Linked DNA regions of Mus musculus: all the other regions are linked to region 4. A link is a contact called in public promoter capture Hi-C data. All regions are on one chromosome and are shown on one strand. The core of a region is the stretch at or near the end of the contact, and the rest is flanking DNA. Distances in the headings are between cores, read along the strand shown.

Evidence for each region. Promoter capture Hi-C pulls out the DNA fragments that hold promoters and counts their contacts.
Region 1: a contact with region 4 is called in a promoter capture Hi-C map of erythroid cells, with 5 times the contacts expected there. The contact joins the promoter of Tuba1c here to the promoter of Senp1 in region 4. A contact is called at or near these places in 1 of 39 promoter capture datasets (erythroid cells) and 1 of 115 datasets of contacts at active chromatin or transcription factors (memory CD8 T cells).
Region 2: a promoter capture Hi-C map of hippocampal neurons shows a contact between it and region 4, with 2.9 times the contacts expected there. The contact joins the promoter of Wnt1 here to the promoter of Senp1 in region 4. A contact is called at or near these places in 2 of 39 promoter capture datasets (hippocampal neurons and pre-B cells) and 1 of 9 other capture datasets (liver).
Region 3: a contact with region 4 is called in a promoter capture Hi-C map of liver, with 5 times the contacts expected there. The contact joins the promoter of 4930578M01Rik here to the promoter of Senp1 in region 4. A contact is called at or near these places in 2 of 39 promoter capture datasets (liver and pre-B cells).
Region 5: a contact with region 4 is called in a promoter capture Hi-C map of pre-B cells, with 3 times the contacts expected there. The contact joins the promoter of Arf3 here to the promoter of Senp1 in region 4. A contact is called at or near these places in 2 of 39 promoter capture datasets (cranial neural crest and pre-B cells), 2 of 115 datasets of contacts at active chromatin or transcription factors (embryonic stem cells and pancreatic cancer cells) and 1 of 9 other capture datasets (adipose tissue).

Annotation. Positions count from the first base shown.
Region 1 is chr15:99,028,020-99,031,321 of GRCm38.p6, forward strand. Tuba1c (tubulin, alpha 1C) reads left to right here and starts at 1,872. Exons shown (of 4, transcript NM_009448.4): 1 at 1,872-2,405. The coding sequence starts at 2,403.
Region 2 is chr15:98,788,105-98,791,522 of GRCm38.p6, forward strand. It overlaps Wnt1 (wingless-type MMTV integration site family, member 1), which reads left to right and starts at 1,753. Exons shown (of 4, transcript NM_021279.4): 1 at 1,753-2,188; 2 at 2,760-3,013. The coding sequence starts at 2,085.
Region 3 is chr15:98,984,561-98,987,901 of GRCm38.p6, forward strand. 4930578M01Rik (RIKEN cDNA 4930578M01 gene) reads left to right here and starts at 1,405. Exons shown (of 4, transcript NR_045991.1): 1 at 1,405-1,526; 2 at 3,197-3,270.
Region 4 is chr15:98,091,940-98,095,273 of GRCm38.p6, forward strand. Senp1 (SUMO1/sentrin specific peptidase 1) reads right to left here and starts at 1,630. Exons shown (of 18, transcript NM_144851.5): 1 at 1,344-1,630. It also overlaps a transcript of Pfkm not described here.
Region 5 is chr15:98,761,798-98,765,107 of GRCm38.p6, forward strand. Arf3 (ADP-ribosylation factor 3) reads right to left here and starts at 1,321. Exons shown (of 5, transcript NM_007478.3): 1 at 1,183-1,321. LOC115488470 reads right to left here and starts at 249. Exons shown (of 1, transcript XM_030248862.1): 1 at 1-249. The coding sequence starts at 115.

The DNA.
Region 1 (3,302 bases), core at 622-3,121, 940 kb after region 4:
AGTCTTCTTTATGGAAGGAGCTCCAAGTAAGGGCTAGGGATTTTTCTCTTTGACTTACAGGAAAACAGAGACACAGCTGGCAGGACACAGGTAAAACAATATTCTAGGAAAGAGAGCTAAGAAGCCCTCTCCGGTTTGGAGGAGCTCAAGAGAAAAGTAGACTAGCTCTGTAGATTGACTCAGAAAGAAATTTATTTTTTTAAAAAGAGATTTATTTATCTAAGTACACTGTAGCTAAAAGAGGTTTATTTATTATTATATCTAAGTACACTGTAGCGGTCTTCAGGCAGCACCAGAAGAGGGCATTAGATCTCATTACAGGTAGTTGAGAGACACCATGTGGCTGCAGGGATTTGAACTCAGGACCTCTAGGAAGATCAGTCAGTGCTCTTAACCACTGAGCCATCTCTCCAGCCCCAGAAAGAAATTTCTAAAGAGCTAGCAGTTTAGTTGTGGAATCAGGCTTGTAAATAGATATTTTGTATGTAGTTAAGAAAAAAAAGAAAAGAAAAGAAAGTTGCCTTGCTGAGCTAGCAGGTCTTTACCATAGTTTAAGCCTCTGGTACTTTATTGGTATAAAGATTAGATAATTTAATCAGTTACAGTTGGTTCTCTCCTTACACTGGATAGGTCCTGGGAGTCAAACTCCCAAGTTCCTCGGGCTTGGTGGCAAATGACCTTACCACTGAGCCATCTTGTCTGCCTGTATTGTACCACTTTTCACAGCCATCCCTGGCATTCTAGTCTTTTCTATTTGAAACAAAGTAGCCTGGATCAAATTTGCCAGTCTTGTCCCCTGCCTGCTGAAATACAGGTATGCATCATCACATTCAAATAAGGGCGGCTTTTTAATTTGTGTGTGTGTGTGTGTGTGTGTGTGTGTGTGTGTGTGTGAGAGAGAGAGAGAGAGAGAGAGAGAGAGAGAGAGATTCTGTGTACGTGCATAGGCCAGAGGTCAATATGTTCCGTCTTCCTCTATGACTCTCCACCTTTTTTTTTTTTTTTTTTTTTTTTTTTTTTGAGACAAGGTTCCTCACTGAACTCTGATACTGCAAGAGCAGCTGGCCTGTGAGCTCCAGGCTCTTCCTGTCTCTCTCTCCTTAGTATGAAGAGGACAAGCAAGCACACCACTCCAGTTCCTTAAACTTTCCCAGGGATCTGTCTATCTCCTCAGCAGGACTGAATGGCACTTCTGAGAAATCTGCTTTGCGGAGTTGTTCAGACAAGTCTGTCTAGTGCAGGGCAGTGGGGCAGGGAAGTCCAACGTCTCCCGCGGTGGAGACACTTGCCTGCTTTGTTTCCCGAACTCTCCTCTCCTCTTGACTGTAAAATGAGGAGAGGAGCCCCCGGGCTCTTGGGCCAGAGAGAATGTGGTACTACAGAGTGAACTCTGCATCCCACAGACGCAGAGAAAGGAATTAGTGTGGATCGCCTGGGTTTAGCTTGAGCACTGCAGCGGGGACCCATCTTGGGGGGCGGGGGGGAGTTACGAGTTCCTCTCATAATGGGCCGAATAATTTTGTGCCTCTTAAGGCTCTTAAGACTCGGAATGTTTGCTTAAAGAGGAGCTGAGGCAGACTCTGCCTTCGAAAATAAAAGGGCGCTCGGGATGCTCTGGCAAATATCCTCAGGACTTGGGGGAAGGGTGGGGAGAAGGGAGGAAGGAGGAGAGGGCTAGCCTTCTAGAAGGCGGGAGTAAAGAGTAAGGTGCTTAGGACCCATTGGAGGCAACTGAGACCTAGGTTAGGAAAGATTGCCTTCAGGGGCTGCAACCCTGGTGATGTTGTAACCGGCTTTGGCTTGAGCTAACTTCAGCTCCACCCCTCCCACTGTGCCGTCAAGTTGACTGGGCGTTTCCATCTTGGCCCCCTGAAGCTGTCGCAGTCACCACCCTGCCGGCAGCCCCGGGTCACCTCTCTGGCTCACTCTTCCGGGCTCCAAGGCCTGGGTGGGGCGACCGAGCCACAAGTGCGGCGGCGATCAGCTGTGAGTCCCCGGTGGCTGAGCCAGGCCGCCCCCCTCTCTACCTGGGACTTTCTTCCGGCCAGAGCTCCACAAAGATCTCGCTGTCCTCCAACTTCCAATCGCCTTCCCCACCTTCTTCCCCGCCCCACCTGGCCCTGGCGTGGACCCTGGGTGTCTCCTCCCCTTCCCACTTCCAGCTCCTTCTACGGAGTTTGATTTGAACTTTCGAACCCGCCAATCATCGGCTTCGCTGCGGCCCGGGGCGGGGTCCGGTGTCCGCCCTCCCGACGCGTGGCCCGGCCAGGGTATATAAGCCCTGTCCTGGAGGCGGACCTTACACAGCTTCTCCCCCGGACTCCTTGGTAGTCTGTTAGTGGGAGATCTTCGTCACCCTTTTTCACTTCCTCAGTTTTCGCGGACCACTTCAAGGACTAAATATGGTGAGTATGGCTTTGGGGTAGCGGCGAGGTCGTCTGAAGGGACCGCGGGAGCTGAGGGCTGCCCGGGAGACGATACCTGCAATAGCCCCACGACGGCCGCCTCCAGTTAGACTGGCTTCTGGCGTTTGGGGTGTGAGAGCCTAGTCCACTAAACTAGTGTCGCTTTGGGCTGGAGGGCTCGTCCCGATCCTCTGTCTCGATCCTCCTGGGAGAGCATCCCGTCTCGGCCGCCGGTCGCTCCCGGAAAGGCAGGGAACTTTCACAATGATCACGAGAGTTTGGAGAAACTCAAAGGTCTCCATTTTCCTCAAATGATGTCGCTCTCCCAGCTGGGATAGCCCAGAGGACCTCGTGCGCTCTGGACAGGACTGAGCAAATACTTCCGGGCACCGTCTCCACGCCCTGTGACTCGCTGCTGAGTCACCTGTGGCCAGTCCCCGGCCCTTCCAGCTGCAGCTGTGCACCTGAGAAGGCGAGCTCCTCCGTAGGAGGGAATAATTGGCGTCAGATCCCCTAAGCCAGCCTAGTTTTTAGTGTTACTTCAACGGCATATTTATATTTAGCCCAGTTAAGAAAAAATGTCCGTAAAAAATTTTTTTTTCAATTTAAAGCTAGAGTAAACTACCAACAGCGGGTTTTTTTCTCTCCCTTCCCCTCTCCCCCCCCTCTCTCTCTCTCCTTCCTTCCTTCCTTCCTTCCTTCCTTCCTTCCTTCCTTCCTTCCTTCGATAAAGGGTTTCTTTGTAGCTCTGGCTGTAATAGAACTCACCCTGTAGACCAGGATGGTCTGGAACTCAGAGCTCTGCCTGCCTCTGCTACCTGAGCTGAGATGAAAGGCAAACCACTTGGCTTGCACTTTGGTTTTTGAGTGTCTTATGCTCATGCCAGTCTTGAAATC
Region 2 (3,418 bases), core at 503-3,002, 700 kb after region 4:
TGACAGTGGTGCGTGATAACCAGGCTGGCAGTGCCCTCTGCATCCCACATTGGGAACAGCAGCCTGATACTCCAAGGCTGCCATGACCCTGAAGATCACTGGAATCAGGAGGAAAGTAGAATCCACAATGGAAGAGTTAAGGCTCTTGGGTAAGAGTGGGAGAAAATGGGGGTGGGGGGTGGGGACACTGCAGAAACCTGGGAGAAAAAAAATCCAACTAAAATCAGGAAACACATGGAGGCACAAATTTGCTAATCTTTCTTTAAAAAACTGTTTCAGGAGATTTATTTTATGTATGTATGTATGTATGTATGTATGTATGTATGTATGTATGTATACGTGCACCTGTGTGTGCTTGGTGTCAGTGGGGCTCAGACATCACCTGATTCCCTGGAACTGGAGTTACAGGTGGCTATAAGCCACCACTTGGGTGCTGAGAACAGAGTCCGGGGCCTCTGGCAGAGCAGTCAGTGCTTTTAGCCACTGAGCCATCTCTCATTCCCCCCAATTATGTTCATCTTGAGTTGGGCAGGTACGGTGGCGGAATAGGCCTGTAATCCCAGCAGTCACTGGACCATCATGGGTTCTACATATTAAACCTTTATGTTAGGTAGGGTCACACAGCAAGATCCGGTCACAAAACCAGCAACAACAAAACCAAAAGGAGCCAGCTTCTTCCCACAAGCATTCTTTCCCTCAGGTCTTCAGCTCCATCTGACAGCTACTCGGCTGGTGGTCCTATCCTTTCTGAGCCTAGTTGCCAGAGAAACAAGCCCGGTTCATCTTCATGACTAGCACATCTAATGATAAGCACAGGTTGACTCAAGGTGCCATAGGGTGACACTAGGTACCCAGAGCGACAGAATGACACCTATGAGTGCACGTCGTTAATCACAAACACACACACACACACACACACACACACACACACACACTCATGCACCCACCTGCAAACACAATTGCAGCCTTCTGGACGTCTCCTGTCACAGCCCCACCTCCTTCCTGATACACTGCGTTAAGTGGTGACTGTAACAAAATGACTTCATGCTCTCCCTGTCCTGAGCCAAATTACACAATTATTTGGAAAGGGCTCAAAATGTTCTTCGTTAGAAGTTTCTGGATACACCAATACACAGGAGCGTGCACCCTCAGAACACATGTACACTTTGACTTAATCTCACGGGTGACACACCGACGCTTACACTCCCCCTAGCCCACAGAGGCAAACTGCTGGGCGCTTCTGAGTTTCTCACTGCCACCAGCTCGGTTTGCTCAGCCTACCCCTACACCCCACGCCCGGGAATCCCTGACCACAGCTCCACCCATGCTCTGTCTCCTTCTTTTCCTTCTCTGTCCAGCCGTCGGGGTTCCTGGGTGAGGAAGTGTCTCCACGGAGTCGCTGGCTAGAACCACAACTTTCATCCTGCCATTCAGAATAGGGAAGAGAAGAGACCACAGCGTAGGGGGGACAGAGGAGACGGACTTCGAGAGGACAGCCCCACCGGCGCGTGTGGGGGAGGCAATCCAGGCTGCAAACAGGTTGTCCCCAGCGCATTGTCTCCGCGCCCCCTGGCGGATGCTGGTCCCCGACGGGCTCCGGACGCGCAGAAGAGTGAGGCCGGCGCGCGTGGGAGGCCATCCCAAGGGGAGGGGTCGGCGGCCAGTGCAGACCTGGAGGCGGGGGCCACCAGGCAGGGGGCGGGGGTGAGCCCCGACGGTTAGCCTGTCAGCTCTTTGCTCAGACCGGCAAGAGCCACAGCTTCGCTCGCCACTCATTGTCTGTGGCCCTGACCAGTGCGCCCTGGTGCTTTTAGTGCCGCCCGGGCCCGGAGGGGCAGCCTCTTCTCACTGCAGTCAGCGCCGCAACTATAAGAGGCCTATAAGAGGCGGTGCCTCCCGCAGTGGCTGCTTCAGCCCAGCAGCCAGGACAGCGAACCATGCTGCCTGCGGCCCGCCTCCAGACTTATTAGAGCCAGCCTGGGAACTCGCATCACTGCCCTCACCGCTGTGTCCAGTCCCACCGTCGCGGACAGCAACCACAGTCGTCAGAACCGCAGCACAGAACCAGCAAGGCCAGGCAGGCCATGGGGCTCTGGGCGCTGCTGCCCAGCTGGGTTTCTACTACGTTGCTACTGGCACTGACCGCTCTGCCCGCAGCCCTGGCTGCCAACAGTAGTGGCCGATGGTGGTAAGTGAGCTAGTACGGGGTCCGCCACTTGTCCTGGGGCAAAGAGCCAGGCACGGGCCTTACCCAGCTCCCACGCTGTGGGGATCACCAACCTACAGACCCCCCTCGTGCATTGTGACTTCACATCCAGGGTGCTCACACCTAGAACTAGCTCTGCTGAAGTGGGGGCACATCATTGGCATGCAGAAGCCCAGATACACCAGGCTCAGAGACCATTCCCATTTAATACGACCCCGTTTCTGCTGAGCAACAGGTCCCAACCTCGCTGTGGTGGGTGCTCAGGTGTCCCTTAGGTCTTGAACCAAAAAAAAAAAAAAAAAAAAAAAAAAAACCAGATATTAGCTTTGAGGTGAGGGAGTGGAATTCCTAAGTTTTTCAAGGTGGGCAAGGCTGCAGGTGGGGTTTCTCCTCGGGGGCTGACTTGAAGAAAGGAAGAGCTAAGGTAGCCATGCCTTTTCTGTCCACTCACTAGACTCTGGAGCTCAGGGCCAGGCAAGGATAGGGTGGTACAGCCTGTATGGTTAGGATGCAGGTCCCCTCCCCTGGACTGAACCCTTATGCATCCCGCCAGGGGCATCGTGAACATAGCCTCCTCCACGAACCTGTTGACGGATTCCAAGAGTCTGCAGCTGGTGCTCGAGCCCAGTCTGCAGCTGCTGAGCCGCAAGCAGCGGCGACTGATCCGACAGAACCCGGGGATCCTGCACAGCGTGAGTGGAGGGCTCCAGAGCGCTGTGCGAGAGTGCAAATGGCAATTCCGAAACCGCCGCTGGAACTGCCCCACTGCTCCGGGGCCCCACCTCTTCGGCAAGATCGTCAACCGAGGTGGGTGCCCAGGAAAGCGACGCTTCCGGGATTAAGGGAAAAGCAGGGTCATCTCCAGGGCATAGGCGGGCGAAGGCAGGGAAGACATCCCAGGGTTATATGTGATCAAACTGAGAATCGCCTGGTGCCGGCAGTTACCGTAGGTCAGCACCAGATTCTTTCTAGCCTTGCGTTGTGAGCATGATCTTTAACGTTGCTGAGCCACTGGCCCACAGAAAGGGAATTCCGGATCGTGGGCGCTGGGCGACAGCTGTTTTTCCCTAGCCTTCCTCAAAGGTACCTGGGAAGCTGATCTCTGAGGGCTAGCTAGGGTTGTGCTTCGCACCCAGCAAAGTTTGCACTGCCAATACTAGTAGCGATCTTGGCTATGCAGATTTGTTCTACTTGGGAATCTCCCCTTGGAGC
Region 3 (3,341 bases), core at 155-2,654, 890 kb after region 4:
CCTGTCTGTCAAGCTATTATACCAAATTTCCAAGGCTTTATTCGTTTAATTTGGCGTTGATGTAGGCCATTAGTAATGAACAACAAAAGTTCTCAGAGAGGGACATTTAATTATCTTAAAGATAAAGTTAGAGATCAGGTGAAGTGGGAGGGCTGGGGCCCACATGTCCCTGTGGCCTGAGTTATTGTCCATTTATTCTCTCATTTAATCCTCACACCACTCTCTGGAGCCTGTCTCTTTCTAGCCTCTCCTCTTGGTAGATAAGGAAATTAGTCCAACAACACAAAGAAACACAGCCGATACCTCCCCTCCCCCGCCCAGGCTGGTCCAGTTCCGAGAGCCACAATGTGAGAACCTTTTTGGTAGAAGTAAGAAATATTAAATATTGAAAACCATCGAATTCACGATGAGAGGTTAAGCCGACATCTGTCTGTCTCTATGGACACAGACCAGTGGCTTTAGCCTAGTGTGTTCCTGCCACAACCTTTACAGCAAGGGGGTAATCTTTTATTTTCTTTTTCTTTTTTTTAAATGTTTATTAGATTTATTTATTCTGATCTTTTATTTTCTGACAACGTCTCTGCCCCCGCCCAGTTCTTCTTTCTCTTACATACCCATTATGTTAATAAACTATCTTATAAAATGTCACTACTCTGTCACTTTAAGCCAGGCCCCGGTCCAGAGAGCCAATGTTACCAACATTTCTCCTTCGGTCTTCACGGATGTATGTGTATAAGTGTGTCATTTGTTTTGTGTGACTTTTAGAAACAGGAACCGCGCCATGCTGTATTTTCTGTTTGACTTGTCTGTCCTTTTCCTCTCTGTGCCCTGTGGAGCTCCTTTTAAACGTTTCTGCCTCTTCCTCCCAGCTGATGCGGCTAGCATCAGAACCTTTCCCTTGTTTTCACTCAGCTCTTGAAATGACTTCATGGCACAAGCCAACATCTAACTGGGTTTGTATTCACGGGGCGGGTTGAAACAGGCACACGCGTTATGGCTGACTGGAGTGTTACTAACAACACAGAGGAACTAGAGAAGCAGGCGGCCCATAGCAGCACGGTAAGCGCAGAGACCCAGCGCAGGCGCGCTGTGTTCTCACCGTTTATCGTTAGCCCCCTGCCTCCGGGTGGTTAACCCCCACTCTCCAGTCCTTTATTCCTTACACCTGAGGTATTAGTGGCCGACTCACAAAGGCGATGTTGTAAACACGAAGTGAGGTAGCCCAGGGAACGAATCGCAAACCTGGTGTACTGAGCGCTTTCACTTCTGGGATGGTCTTTCAGAGGAAGCACGTCACTGTGGCTCGAGGGAGGGTGGTTAAGGAATGGAGCTATGGGTGTGGTTGGTAGCCTGGAAAGTCCCGGAGGATGGACACGGGGATGCACAGCTGTGACCCAAACCCTTGGGAGACTGAAGAAGCCAGTCTGTCCCACACCGGGAGACTCTGTCCAAAACAAAACAGAAACAACAGTAACAAAACTGGAGAATGCCAGCCGGGAAGACTGTTGATTAGCGGTGTTTCTTGTGTGAGTGAGCTTTGTCACATATAAAATAGGGTGATAGCCAGGGCTATACAGAAAAACCAAAAAAAAAAAAAAAAAGGGTGATAGTGACATCTGGTCTTTTCCAAGTGCAGCCCCCTTTAACCCTCACAGCCGCACCTGTGACGCGGCCTGAGTTTCTTTCTTTCTTTTTTTAATTTATATATTTTATTTATATGAGTACACTGTAGCTGTCTTCAGAAACACCAGGTCCCTTTACAGATGGTTGTGAGCCACCATGTGGTTGCTGGGATTTGAAATCAGGTCCTCTGGAAGAGCAGTCAGTGCTCTCAACCGCTGAGCCATCTCTCCAGCCCCGCAGCCTGAGTTTCTAAATGAGATAATCTATGACTGGAAAGCACTTAGGGTATTTTTGGAGTAAATGATGTTGCGTTATTGTACTGTGCCGATGGTGTGGCCTAAACTTGGCATGAGCTCACATTCGCTGTCTCTTTAATGCTTTTCTTAGTTGCTTTATTTCTTTTGAGACCTTCAAGGATGGGGGTGGGGGTGGGGGTGGGAGCTGTCTTTGAACTCCTGAACCTCCTGCTTCTGCCTCCTGAGTGCTGGGATTACCATCGTGTGCCAGAGCATCTAGCTAATACTCATGAACTCCATGGATATCTGCTGCATGTCTAAAGCCTCGACGTATGTGTGGAAAATATGAAGTGCAAAACAGATCTTGTCCCCAAAAGCGCTTATGATTTTTAAATCGAGGTTCTTTAAAATATGAGGTAACATATTTTGGGAACTTCGAACCCCGAGATTAAAAGCTTTGCTAATGCCCACTGTAGGGGTAGCTGCCATCAACCAACACAAGGCAGAATTATGAATATTCACAATTTGTGAATATTAATATTTTTTTCAAATATTATGAAAAATTTTATCAACTTTTTTTTTTAAACTTACAAACGTAAAGATAAGCCGGTGACATCTGCTTATTTGTTCTAGCTGAGCCTCGAATGTGAAAGGGAGCCTTTGAAGGGTCTCCAGGAGGGCTAACCAGGCTGGTCTCAGGGCTGTCTGAGGGCTGGGGCAGCTGCGGGCAGCCAGTCTCCTGCTGTGTAGCTCTCACAGAAGCACACAAATATTCCATTGTTCTAAACACAATACAAGCGGATACTTAGCGGGCAGATGAAATTTAGTAGGAACCAAAACACACACGAGCAATGAGCAGTACTAGACATGAAACAAGCCTGATTTGGGGGCAGTTTCCAACAAATAAGCCTGTGTTGTTTCTAAAATGTCCGCCTATCCCTCCTGGCTCAGAGAGCTTTCTCTAACCCACAGAACCTGATTTTAGGGTGTGTGTGTGTGAACTCATCCCAACCAGTCCCAAACTGAAATTCCAATTCCACAAGAAGACAACTTCAGCTGTCAAGAGCTGAAGCCACATGTGACTTCTGGTCTGAAAATCAGTCAGACAGCAGATGGGCCAAGTGTTTGTGGAATGTGACAAGGCTCGAGGCCTGAGCCAAGCCCCTTCGCCTTAATTCCAGGCTTAGCTCAGAGAAGAGCAGTTTGGAATGCTTTTCTTTTAAAGGGACAACGTTAAAATATCCTTTTGGTTTTGTGTGTTATTTATGGACTTGAGGCATTAGGGATTGAATTCGGGGAGGCACACACACATTTTTTTCTTCTTGTTTTGTTGACAGGGTTTTTACCTTGTAGCCAGGGTGCCCTGGAACATGACAGCCTCCTCCTTTGGCCACCAGAGTGCTAGGGACAGGTATGTCTCACCATGCCCAAGTCAGATTACTTTTCTAAGAAAACCAACTAGTAAGTAGCGTGAAAAGGGAG
Region 4 (3,334 bases), core at 380-2,879:
TAGTAGTTTTCAGGCCAGGCGAGGAAGCCAGATCCAGTCACACAGACAGCAAAACTAGTATGACGGGTAGGAGAAAGAGAAGACAGTGGAAGAAGAAAATTACATCACCTTAGCCACAAGTGGCAGAACCTGTTTGTAAACTCATCCACTCCCTCTCCAGACCTAATTCATCAGATGAGTGATAGGCTACCCACGTTTGCCGTTTGGATAATTGACTGAAATCAGGGAATGAAGCTCTTTAAAGAGGGGGTGGGGTGGGGGGGGGGACAGGTAGTCTAACTGGAAGGTTCAGGTCACTATTACAGGTGTCACTGTAACCTCAAGGGCAGTAATCCACATTTCAGCAAGAGTCGTGAATACAAATCATCTTTATGAAGAATACTTAAACATGTTTTACTTCATCCAGAATGTCCTACTACATCGAAAACCCTACATCAAATGGTTGATTGCACATAAAAGGACTATACAAAATTTTGCAAGAATCACCATCACTCCAAATACAATTAAGTATGCCACGTGAAGTAAGTAATTTTAACAAGTGTGCCTTAAAAGTGATAAAGGAGCAAGTTATTGCCAACAAGATAACAGAAAAACTGTAGAGGTACTGATAAAACAGAAATCACCAAGCTCAAGACAAGAGGAAGCCAGCATATATCCAGAAAGATCACGTTAGGGTATACGAAGAAAAGGTTCAAGGGAATTCATTACCAAGAGGCGATGAGCCAGGTAAGGAGACGGCGGCAGTTAAGGGGGTTTTCATAACCTATGCAGAAGGGTCCAGACGTTTCTCTCTGGTGGTGGCTCTAGCAATATCACATCCCAGGGAATTATCACAGGGTAAAAAGAGTTGGAGAATTGTTTTACGTGAGACTCGGTAGGCGAGGAGTAGCATTCAGGTTTCAAGGAAGAAGAGAGGCGAAGCAGGTGGGAGCGACAGCTCAACTTCCTCGTAGAGAACAGCTCTTCCTCCCGGGGACCCTGCTCTGGCGGGAAACTCCCGCGATCCCAACCGGCCTTCTCTCTTTGGAAAAGTAGAGTGGGATGTAGAAGGAGGCCGTGCTGTGACCGCGGGGAGATGGCCTCTCCGCGGGTCGGGAGACCGGAGGGCTGAAAGGGCGGCCTCAGTGAGCCCAACTACCAGACCCGGGCCAGGCAGCCGCGACCGGGCAGCAGGGGGGAATGGAGGTGGTCCCAAGGGGCGGGGCGGAAGACAGGGCACGGTCCCCACCGCCGTCCTCCTTTCCGCTCGGCCCCGCCGAGGCCCGCGGGCCCAGCCTGACACAGCCTCCCGGCCCGGTCTCCCTCCATCCTCACCCCTCCCCCAGTTTCCCGCCGCCACTCACCGAACCGGAACCGGCTGCTAGGCAAAGGGGTTTCCGGCCGGGCGCGGACCGCAAAGCCCGGGAACCTCCGGGAACCGGAACCTTCTTTACTCTACCGGAAGACCGTTTGGCGGGCGCGGAGGAGGGAAGGGGGTGGGACAAGAGGTCAAAGAGCGAGCTACAGGCTCGCGGGACGCCTGCGCGAGGTGGCGAGGCCCGAGACGTGGAGGGAGCGTTTGACTCGCGTCTCCATCTCCCTGTCACCCTGTCAGACTGGGGCTTTTTCTCTTCGTCGCACTTGGAGTACTGTTAGTGCGCCCGCCGTCCTTTGGTTTTCTCTGTCCCTCGGCTCCTTGACCCGCTGTCATCTGGTTCCGTTCGGTGACCTTTTTTTGGCTTACGCACAGGTTTCCATGGCAGCTGTTCGCTAGGGCCCTAGATGTTTGGAAACCTGCGCCTTCCCCGACAAATCCTCATTTTGAGTTCTAAATTGATTTTTACCTCTAGCTTCTGAAAATTAGTGTGCATCTTGTCACGCTTGACACGCTTGACTGATCACAGGAAGTGGGGCTAGGGGGAAGAGCAGAGACTAAGAAACTTTGGGAACACCTTAGCTTAGACTCTTAACAACACACCTAGCCTTATATAACTGGAATAATTTTAAACAGTGATCTCTAGTGGGATTCACCAGAGGTCTTAAACATGTAATCAATGCCAGACTTTTAAAGACAGAATGGAGGAAAAATTAACTTGTTCATTCAAATTACTTACCGAGCTTCTTAATTTAATTACGCCTCTGGCGCAGGCCCTATTTGGAAAGAGGCTTCAGAATAGTATTCTAGACCCAGGTGACTGCCTGTCTGAATTCACTCTTGAAGAAAGAAAAGCCTCTGGAATCTGCCAGCCTCATCTATTCTCTAAGCATAAGGAGATAAACTTGTTTCTTCAGGGGATCCTGACTTGTTATGTATATAAACGATTATATCACCTTATATGCTGATATTTTTATATGGCCAAGTCCTAAAACCCAGTGGTATTAAGTGTACCTAGACCATGTTGACCTTTGACACTTTAAATATTCTATGGATCTATTTATTTGGATTAAACTTTCTTTACTTCTAGGAAGTAGCCATGCGTAGAGAGGAGTTTCAGCTGAGATTTTTCATGTGCGTGATTGAGTCTCGCCAAGTAGTCAGGACTACTCAGAGCACAGGTACCATTGATTATGTTATAGTGACAAGGGATATGTTCTCTCAGAGCTATACAGGATGAGAGCTTCTGGCAGAATTATAAACTTAAGGGGTCGACGGGCTTGTTTTCTATTCCTAGTAGGAAAAATATTTTGTCACCGTGTTGGGGTGTTTTCTTTGTACAAGTATAAGGGAGATGCTATCCTCATCCCAGGCAAAGGAGGAAGACTTGGGAGCTGAGAACAAGAAACATGGAACATGGGAAGGGTGTTGATTTCTATTTAATTTATAGATTATTCTAACCTATCTGGGGTGACTTGTAGTAGGAGTCCTTGTTGATACTCAGTGGGCACCCCCAAACATGTAAGTCAGGACTTAAAGAGAACTTCCACTCTTTTCTAACTGGTAGTGATATGTTCTGCTTTGCCTCTGTTAATACTAAAGGAATAGAATCGTTTAGAGGTAGTAAACTAGTTACTGAGAACAATCCATTCTCTTAATCGTCTTTACCGCGTTTATGCTAAGTGTTTATTCAAAAGAAGTTCTGAATAGCTAAGCCTCTTAGGGAAAGTAGAAGAGAAAGGAGCACACCCTCCCTGGTCCCCACCCTGATGGTGACCCACAGTTATCGCTTCCCAGCGGGGGAAGCTTCAACCTCCAACATGACCATACCGGAGTCAAAGGCAGATGACCAGTGGAGACTAGACGGTATGGATGATGATCCAAGCACCGTGGGACCTGTATCTATTCCTGACACTGGTGAGGCCTGTGAGTAAACAATGGGGATTGGTGGGGAAAGGCGCGGTGAAGAGCAAAAGGTTT
Region 5 (3,310 bases), core at 71-2,570, 670 kb after region 4:
CTATCCCCCTGCCTGGGGTCACAGATGGAGGTATGCAGAGACTAGATTCTATCCTGTTGCAATGACTCAAGCAATCAGACTCCTGCAGCAGATCTCCTCCCAATAAAACTTTCATGCCATGGACCCAAGGGTGACCCAATGCAACAGTGGCAGAGACGGGTTTTACATTACCCGTCTCCCTAATGACCTCACTATTTTCTTCTTAGTCCTGACCACATACATAACCCTCCACTACATTCTTCCTGGCCCAGAGACCCTCTCCCCCCCCCCCAAAAAAAAAAACAAGTCTCTCCAAAGAGTTACGACTTAACTAAAGGACCCTGAGGTTTTAACAGGGAACTTCACCTCCCCACCTCCCCCTCCTTCCTTCAAAAAGGACTGGCATGCTAAGCAAAGGCTTCATTTTCTGTTCCGGGAATCCTGGTACTTCCTAGAGAAAGAAAGCGGATTGGAAGACACAAACTCAGGGCCAGTGACAAGCTGCTCCCTCCTTCGGTGACACCGCCCCCGCTCCGCCTGGGGGAGGAAGGCCCCACCTCTCTCCTCCGAGCTAGCTCAGGTCCCCCTCCCCCGTCTCCAGCCTCCTCTCCACCCTCTCCCCACCTGCTGCCCTCTTCCCAACACCCCAGAGCAGAGCGCCACCTCCGTGAGGACCGTGCGCAGCCAGCCGAGCCCCACCAGTAGGCCCTGATACTAAGCCCCGGCCCCCCACGCCTCGCGCTGGGTGAGGGAGGAGAATAACCACGGCACGGCACGGCTTTTCTTTGGTTCCCCCACAGCTCGGGCGGGGGAGGGAGAGAGAAAAGGCAGCGTTCCTCGCAGCCCTTTAAACCCAAGGAAAAGAGAGCCAAACAGCCACACCGCCCCCGCGTCCCCCTCCCACAGGTCAGCCTGCCTCCCCCTCGTCCCCAACCCTCCCAAGCTCACCTCTGCAGCCCAGGTCGCACCCTCGGGGGAGGCGGAGGACAAATCCGTGTGCGCCCCCCGCCCCCACCCCAGCTCGGCGTCCTTCGGCTGCGGGGACAGGAGTGGGGCTGGGGTCCCCAAGCTCAGCGAGGATCACCCCCCACACCAGCACCTCGCCCAGACGGTGCGAGCCGGACCGCGGCCGGGGGCCTCGGGCTCCCACCCGGACCCAGCCTCTTCCCTGCCCGGACCCGCCTTCCCTCCCCAGCTCCGAACCTGTTCCTGCTCCCTGCGCCGCGGCTGCCACCGCCGCCTCCGCCCCCGCAGGTTCCGCCCGGCTCTCCGGCCGCTGCCTCCCGCTCCGCAAGCCGACCCGACCGCGGTGAAGATGGTCCGCTGGCCCGCTCCCCGGCTCCCTCCTGCCCGCCCTCCACCTAGCACCGGAAGCCGCGACGGCGACAGGAGCTGTGCGGCGAACACCCACCCCCAGCCCGGGCTACTTCCCACCTCCACGATCGCGCGAGAAGTGCGCGGTAGCGAGCGGCAGTTCTCGCGAGACCCATCACCATGGCAGCGGCTGCAGCAAAAGCAGCCGGTGCTGAAGCTGAGCCTAGGCGGGGGCCTGTGTGGGGGCTGGAGGATCGGAAGGCACGGCGTGTAGAGGGGGCTGTGGGCACTGAGGTGAGGCTCCCGAGCAGAGCGAGCTCCGGGACCTTGCCACATCCTGGCTGCGCTGGCCACAGGGCTCGGACCAGGGAGTCTCCGGGGTTTCTTAAGCAGAGCCCATGTGGAGCATGGAGGATGAAAACGGTTGCTGTATCCTGCTCTAGTCCAGTCTTATTCCAAATAAACAGCGCATCACTCGCACCCCACCTGCTAATCCGCTCTGCTCCCTAGTTCCTAAGGATGCTTTCTCTGAGATCCTTTCCCATAAAGGAAGAGGAGAAAGAACGATGCATTCCAGATACTAGAGGAAACATCTGGATGGGGTCGTCTAGGAGGTTGAGGCTGAAAGGCAGAGGGCAGAAACTCAGAGGCGGCTCTCATGAAGTCTCTCTAGATGAGTCTGGATTTTAGTATCCCCAGGAAAGCGCACCCAGGACCCCGCCTTCCTTCCCTGACACTCATCTTTTGACATGATGGAGACACTGCCTGAGACTCTAGCCACAAGCTATGTTAGAATCTGAGCTAGAAGGGTCCTCGCCAGAAACGGGTGCTCTTACCCACTGAGCCATCTCACCAGCCCCCACTGCGTTCTTTAAATGCATCAAGTATAAGAGCTTGGTGCAGCGTTATAACTCTTCTCTCCCTCCAAAACATAGGCTGGGAACAGAATCTATCTCTTGTCACATCTGTCTCTGGTTTATACCTTTATACCAGTTTGTCTTCTCTTGTTTACCTCAAAAATTACAGGACTGGCTGGGGGCGGTGGTGGCACAAGCTTTTAATCCCAGCACTGGAGACTAGGGTGCAGAGGCAGGTGGATGTCTGTGAGTTAAAGGTCAGTCTGATTTACAGAGCAGGCTCCAGAACAGCCAGAGATGGTTAACGAAGAGATGGACAGCAAGGAACTTGCTTATAACGAAGAGAATTATATTTGTCCCCACTCAGGACTCAATGCTGTTGAGAGCCTTTGTTAAGCTCTGGTTTTTGCTCGTTTTTCCCTCCATTTATTAACTCTGTGTGTGTGTGCTTGTATGAGAGATTGCGGGTGCACTTGTGCTCTAGCAAGATGTGGAGGTTAGAGAGGACACCTTTTGGGAGTCGCTGTTCTTGACTTTTTTCCCTCGTTGGGCCAGGATCTCTGGTTTCTGCTGCTGCAGTGCACACTCTAGGCTAGCTCTGTGTGATTCTCCTGGCATCATCCCCCATCTTACTTTAGGAATGCTTTCATTACACCACAGGCATTCAGCTTTAAAATATATATATTTGTTATTGTTGTGTTTGAGACAGGGGCTCACTATGTAGCCCCACCTGGCCTGGAATTCACTTTATAGACCAAGTTGGCATTGAACTCAAATACGATCTGCCTGCCTCTGCCTCCTGAGTGCTTAGATTAAAGGTATTTGTCACACATCCAGCCAAATGGATTTATTTTTAACTGTACCTACGCACATACGTCTCTGTGTGTGAGTAGGTGCCTGTAAGTGTGGATATCTACTACAGGGAGAAAAAAATGTAACATTCTCTGGAGACAAAGTTACAAGCAGTTGTTCCACGTGGTGCTGGGAGCCAGGTCCTCTAGGCAAGAGAGGTCAGTAAGAGCCTGATCGCCCTCCACCTATTACAACAGGCTCTGGGGAACAAGCTCGGGCCAAGCTTGTCTTGCTAGTACTTTTAATGGCTGAACTATCTCCCTAGCCCATATCCTGGGTTCTTAAAGGCAAGAGACTCCCCAAAATAT